Linked DNA regions of Gossypium hirsutum: region 1 is linked to region 2. A link is a contact called in public Hi-C data. All regions are on one chromosome and are shown on one strand. Each heading gives the region's core, a stretch centred on a gene start, on an enhancer-like site or on the middle of the called end of the contact. The rest is flanking DNA. Distances are from core to core; before and after follow the strand shown. Region 1 holds the start of LOC107918811 (putative cyclin-D6-1). Region 2 holds the start of LOC107918771 (scarecrow-like protein 32).

Region 1 (3,315 bases), core at 507-3,006, 310 kb before region 2:
CATCTTATTACGATCCATTCCTTAAGTAATCTTAGATTACGAGCGTAATCTTAAATTTTGGATCAATTTGCCCTTTGTTTTATTATTCTAATCAATTTAGATTTTTTTCATAAATAAAGTTTAAGACTAATTAAAAAAATATTTTTTCTTAATAGTGAACCAGTAGATATCATACATTAAAATTATAATAATTATATTTTATTTAATAATTTATTTATTAATATATTAATTATGGTTATAACTATAATATATTATGGTTGGTGTTACAATCACTTTTCATGAATTATTATAATTATGATTTATAAATTTATTTCAACACAATATATTTACTTATTAATATATAAATTGTAATAAAAAGTTATAGTTGTAATAAATTATCATAATTTTATGGAAACGAAGACTAAAAAATATTAAAGGAACTAAACTTGTTAAAAAAACAAATTTTATAATAATGACAATGGAGTAAAATGTGCTTCTAGACAATCTCACATTTTGTTAACAAAACATCTAAATCTTATATCCCAGTCAAATGAACCAAATAAGATATAATCTTACGTTTCACTCGTAATATTAAATTCTCGTAATCCTGTTATCAAACATAATCTAGGATTCGACGAACCAAATGCCCCTTAAGAAGTTTACAAGTATAATAATAAATAATACACATATAATAAATTAGAACTAAAACTAGAATAAACTCAATACATACTATTCACGTATGATAAGACTTAAATTTGGATTATCAAAATCTCAAATTCTTAAATAAAAAGGAATCAAGTTAGAAAGATGACTTAATTTCATTTCTATGGGTATATATGTTATACATTCTTATATGAAACTAGCTAGTTATCTGATTACCATCAACCAATTAGTCTAATTATCCAAAACAAAGAAAAAACTTGCTATCTGATTACTTATTGATACATCAGCATAAATTAGTGACTTCATCATACCTTGGCTGGCTCCTGTTCCGAAGAAACATGATTGAATACTATAAATTGGTTTTTGATTTTGTCACAAATACAATATGTTGAAAAATGGACCACCAGCTGATGGGGCATTGTCACATTCTGATCAGTATTATTATAATTTATATAAGCTGAGAACATATAGTATGATGATGTTATTTGCCTGGTGGTATGGCGTGAAACATGCACTCATTATGCCACTGCATGTGCATGTGCATGTGTTTTTCCCTTTATTGTCGCTTCTCCATACACATTATTATCATTTCAATTTCTCCCTCTCATCCCCCCTCCTTAAAATTCTCAGCCTTTTCGACAATCAAATCATTCAATTTGTGTATAAGCTTATTAACATTTGATTACTTGTAAATGAATAATTATTGTTCCATAATATTGATGTGCATATAAAGGAGAGGAAGAAAAAGAAAAGCAAAAGTGCTTATTTTTTTCAATTATTGGATTGAGTTTAAATTTTAATAAATTAAGGAAAGATTAACTGTTTTAGGTCTTGTAGTTACTCTTACTAATAATATTATCTTAACTTGAATTTTTTCTTTAAAAATATAATGTGACTTATCATTATACAGAACTTTTATCTCAACTAAATTCTTCAGTTTTAATTTGCTATTAAAGCTTATACTATGGGTACCTACTGCCTGCCAAAATTTTTTATTAAATAAAATAGATATTTTCTATATTTATATAAAAAATGAAATTTAATTTATCTGGAATATAATTTGTTTTTTTGGTAATATTCATATAAAAGTTCAATTTAATTATATGTCTACCTGAAGATTTATAACCTGGCACTGCAATGTTACCAGTTTGGTGCAAGAAGGGGAACACAATTCAGAGGTGGCCAGTTCGCCACTGTTCTTTTTTTTTTTTTTGTAATTTGTACATAATAAATACTGCATGGATTGGAAGCTCCACCTGGTATTAATTACACCTTTCATTAATTTGGGAAATGCATAACATTATGAGGTCATAATCCATCCTTTACATTAAATTATATAGTACCAGATTTCTATCTTCTGCAATTGCATAAAGTCCCACTTCTCTTAGTAAAATGTAGGTACAGATACAGATAGATAGTAGCTATGCAGTGCGCCACTAAGCTAATGGAGTTCAATCTTGAAAACCCATTAACCAACTTTAATACTATACCTTCCCTCTTCTTGCTTGAATCCGATCATATGCCCACACTCAAAGCTACAGATATTGATGTTTGTTTCAGACAAGAAGCTATTTGTTTAATCTCACAGGTAAGTAAATGACCAACACTCACTTACTTTGTTTATTTCATTTGTGATCTCAGTTTGGTTTTTGTTTCAGTTATCTTGCAAATTCCACCCCTTTATATCGTATCTTGCTGTTAATTATCTCGACCGGTTCTTATCAAGCCAACCCATACCGGTAATGTCTTCTTAACTTCGTTCGTTGCTATTAGTTAAAACACCATTTAGTCAGTTCACAGAGCTGTAACTTTGACGCTGCAGCAAAATAAGACATGGGTTCTTCGACTTATTGCTATCTCTTGCGTCTCTTTGGCTGCCAAGATGAACAGAACAGATTTCTCTCTCGCCGAGTTTCAGGTAAAAATTTGTAACATGGCCAGCAACCTAAGACCGGTTTTAGGTTAATGTGTTTTCTATGGCATTAATGTAGGGCGATGGAGGTTTCATGTTTGATGCACGAACAATAGAGAGGATGGAATTTTTAATATTGGGAGCACTAAAATGGCGGATGCGTTCAATTACTCCTTTCTCTTTTATCTCCTTTTTCATTCCATTTTTGAAGCTCAAAGACCCTGCATTAAGGCAAGCCCTCAAAGCCCGAGCTGTTGAAATCATCTTCAAAGCTCAAACTGTAACAAAGCTTTTAGAGTTCAAGCCATCGATAATTGCAGCGTCGGCATTTCTCTTTGCCTCCCATGAACTGTTCCCATTGCAATTCCCCTGCTATCACAAAGCAATTTCCAGCTGTTTATATGTACATAAGGTACTTGAGAACATTGCAGTAGAATAAAGTCCAAGTATTATATTTTAATGTTTCGGTATATGTACAGGAAAACCTGTTAAAATGCTACAAATGGATGCAAAAGATAGGGAAGGAGAGAGAAGAAGGGTCAATGATGGACATGGCTTCCAGCTGGAACACGGCAGTCAATGTGCTTGACCAGCAATTTTCATGTTCAGAAAGTGGAAATGGAAGCGCCATTACTACTGCAGCTCTGAGTGTGAGAAGGGAGAGAGAGATGAAGAGAAGGAAAATGAATGGTTACCCCAACAATGAAACGGCCCACCTGTCTCAGGTCCAGCACTGTTGATGATGGTGATACACCATATGA
Region 2 (3,269 bases), core at 334-2,833:
AGACAAATGCAGTCCACACATGTTTTCAATCCTCCAACTCGGTCCATGCTGTGGCGAAAACCGAGTTGTGACCTTTCCATGTGAGGACCAACATATCTTCCTCTCTTTTCATACCCCATCCACTAGCATGTTCATCAAGCAGGGACTTAACTTCGTTAATGGTGTCTTCGCAGAACGGGAGGCTAACGAATCCGGCATCGTTAATCCTCTGCGATAATTTCACACCGGATTCTAGCCTCTCCGTCCTTCGAAACCCTTCGAAACCCACGATGTTCTCAATCTTGTGACCGATATCGGATTCGTATTCTAGCCTTTGGCGACTATCTTTGGGCAAGAAAGTCTCCAATGCATCAAAGGGTATCCAAAGGTAATTGAAGCATGTTGTGATCCTCGAACTAAGGCTCGATGCGCTTAAATCACAATCCTCGTCGACCACAACTATAATACGAGGATTAAGGCCTTTAATCACGTCGAGGAAAGCATCTCGCACGGTGGTGGTATTCCCTTTTGTTTCGTCAGATAAATACCGTAGCCAATTTTGACAGTTTATCACCAAAGCCTCATCATCCCTAAGGTCTAGCTGGGAACGAGTCAACTGAGTCAACAGTGATTCAAACTGAGTAGCAAACGTTTCATTGGACAAACAAGGGTCATCATCTTTGACATGGAATTCAAAAGGCACGTCCCTAAACTTAGCGAAATTGGCCAAACGGTGACCCACTTCCTCTTTCGACACGTTGAGCAAAGGGGGAACTTGTGGCCTGCAAGAGGGCACCGTGATACGGAGCGACGGTGGGCCTTCAGGCCTCTTAGCCAAGGCGTCGATTAGGGTCGGCCACTGCATACAATGAGTGATGCTGAAATCCAATATGTGAACTTTGCCGTACCCTTCGACCGCCTTAAAAATGGCACCGTTGGATGCACAAAACCCAAAACGGTGCCAAGGGATTAAATCAACGTACCCGACTAGCTCGGTAACAGTCATTAGCCTCCTCTGGAACATGCTCCCGCCGTTGAAATTCATGCTCGTGGGACAAACCCTAGACGCTCTAGAGATGAGGGCTCTTAAGAACCAAGCGGTGAGCCTCTGGTTGGTGTCGCCGACGGTGGAAGCGACGTTGTTGAGCACCCACATGACTTGCTGAGCCAAAGTCACGTCGTTGTTCTCGAGGGCACTGGCGCAGTGAAGTAGAAGCTTCTCTATGCATGCTCCATCGAGGCTACCAAGGCACCCTTTGAGTGCTCCGGTTATGGGATCCAGTGGGGTGTTGAAAAGACTAGGGTTTTGAAGGGAAACTGATCCACCGTTTCCTCTTACCTCAGTTTTCATGGGTTTTATTTTTTTATGAAAAAAAAAAAGTAACGAACTAAATAAGCTAAAAAAGGGTGTTAATTAATTAGGGTTTTGTGGAACATGAACCAACATGCATGGAAGAAATCGATCTGCGTTTGTTTGACACTTGTATGGCTGGTGTTGGAAATTGAAGAGCTAGGGTTTTATCTGGTTTCAGATATGGGGTGTTCAACTTGGGAGAAGGAAATTTACACTAAATTCCCTTTGTGTTTTTAATGCGTTAAGATGAACTTGCAAACCCTATATATATAGCTAGGGAAGGACCATATTGAATGATTATTTATGAGACATACATGCAGCCAAAATACCAAAAACTTCCATCAACCAAAATATATGTTAACTCGAATGCTAAGAAATTCTATATCTCTTAAATAACATTAAAAGAGATTTATTTTTAATTTAGGGTCGGATAAAATCCGATATTAAATTTAATCAGAATTTAATATTTTTATGGGAAAACGTTATTATTAAAATCTTATAATACCACAATTACAACATTAAGTTGCGATACTTTTTTAAAAATCGAATTAAAATAATGAATATTGGCGTTGACAAAGCTTTCATAAGCAAATTTGTGCAATTGCTAATTATTCCTCGCCTCTTTCAGTCTTCACTTCCCCTTGTCTACTAACCATACTGGCTGTATATATAAAAGAGGGTAAAGAATAGGTTAAGGAAGCTGTCTTAGCCGGCCATTCTTTTTGTCGAATTTGTACTCATTGAAATGCCATTATTAAGACGAACCCAAGAATTATTATTTTTAGTTAAATTGGAATTTAAATTTTCTTCTTCTATTTTTTAAAACTTTTTTCATAGAGTTTAGCGATTGATGGCTACCTTTCATTCCCATCGTTCAACAAAACAGGATGTGTAAATGTGATGAAAATTTGATTGCTAGTGTGCTGCCTCGTGATGCCATAAGTAAAGACAAATTAGACCAGTTCCCCACATCCCGCAGGGACAAACTTAACTTATGACTATTTCCCTACAATGTCACTCATCATCCAGTTCCTACTTATGCTTTTCCAATTTGGTTTGAGTGAATTTGAATTTTAAAATATTTAGATAATTCATGGGTCGTTTTGAGTTTAGATCATCTGAATTTGTCGGTCGAATTTTTCAGGTCATGTCATTTTAGGTAGGTTGTTCCGAGTAGGGATGAAGTTAGGAATTATGTTTTGGAGTTGAGATAAAATTTTAAAAAAAATTAAGAGGGGCCAAAGATGAAAAAGACAGTGTAAAATGATTTAATTGAACAATTAATTGTTTTTGGAGGTGCAAAAAAATGTAAATATCTCTTTTGACCACAACTAAAAAAGGATTAAATTAAAAAGCTTATACTTAAGAAGATTAAAAAGTGAAATTATATCACCAAGTGTTGTGTATAGTAATCTTAAACCCTGAAAATATTAATCTTAACGGGCCGTAAAATAGATATGACGGATACTTTGGCTACACTAAAAAAATAAAATTAAAACATTTGCAAGGAGGTTCAATTTATTCGAGGTTTTATGATTCAAATTTAGAATGAGTTGATGGATGGATGTGAATTTGAACCTTTAGTTTTGATTTAATGTTGTTTGTTTCCCCTACATCCAGGTTCATGTATGACGTTTTAGTGAATCAAGAAATGGAGCTGGCTAACCTTTGCTTTTTCTAATTAAAGTGAAAATATGGTCAGCAATTTACTAGGGTTCTTTTTTTGGCAAACTTTACTACTTTGAGAGCTCTACTTTTTGTCAACGAACAAACATAGCTTAAAAATGATGCAAAGAAATCAGGACTAGTAAATGGAATAGTGAGAAATTCAATAACTTTTGAATATTATAATTAAAATTAAAAATTCTTATCCTTTAATTTCAATAAAAACCCAATTCAAGAAAGTATTCCAATTGATAAAACATTATGTATATGC

The links. Hi-C and Micro-C count contacts between places; a contact is called where the count stands out from the background.
Region 1: a contact with region 2 is called in a Hi-C map of leaf, with 1.6 times the contacts expected there. The contact joins the promoter of LOC107918811 here to the promoter of LOC107918771 in region 2. A contact is called at or near these places in 2 of 34 Hi-C or Micro-C datasets (both in leaf).

Annotation. Positions count from the first base shown.
Region 1 is chrD13:9,626,048-9,629,362 of Gossypium_hirsutum_v2.1, reverse strand. It overlaps LOC107918811 (putative cyclin-D6-1), which reads left to right and starts at 1,756. Exons shown (of 5, transcript XM_016848398.2): 1 at 1,756-2,230; 2 at 2,301-2,381; 3 at 2,465-2,560; 4 at 2,634-2,966; 5 at 3,034-3,315. The coding sequence starts at 2,066. The coding sequence ends at 3,294.
Region 2 is chrD13:9,316,916-9,320,184 of Gossypium_hirsutum_v2.1, reverse strand. It overlaps LOC107918771 (scarecrow-like protein 32), which reads right to left and starts at 1,583. Exons shown (of 1, transcript XM_016848354.2): 1 at 1-1,583. The coding sequence starts at 1,330. The coding sequence ends at 26.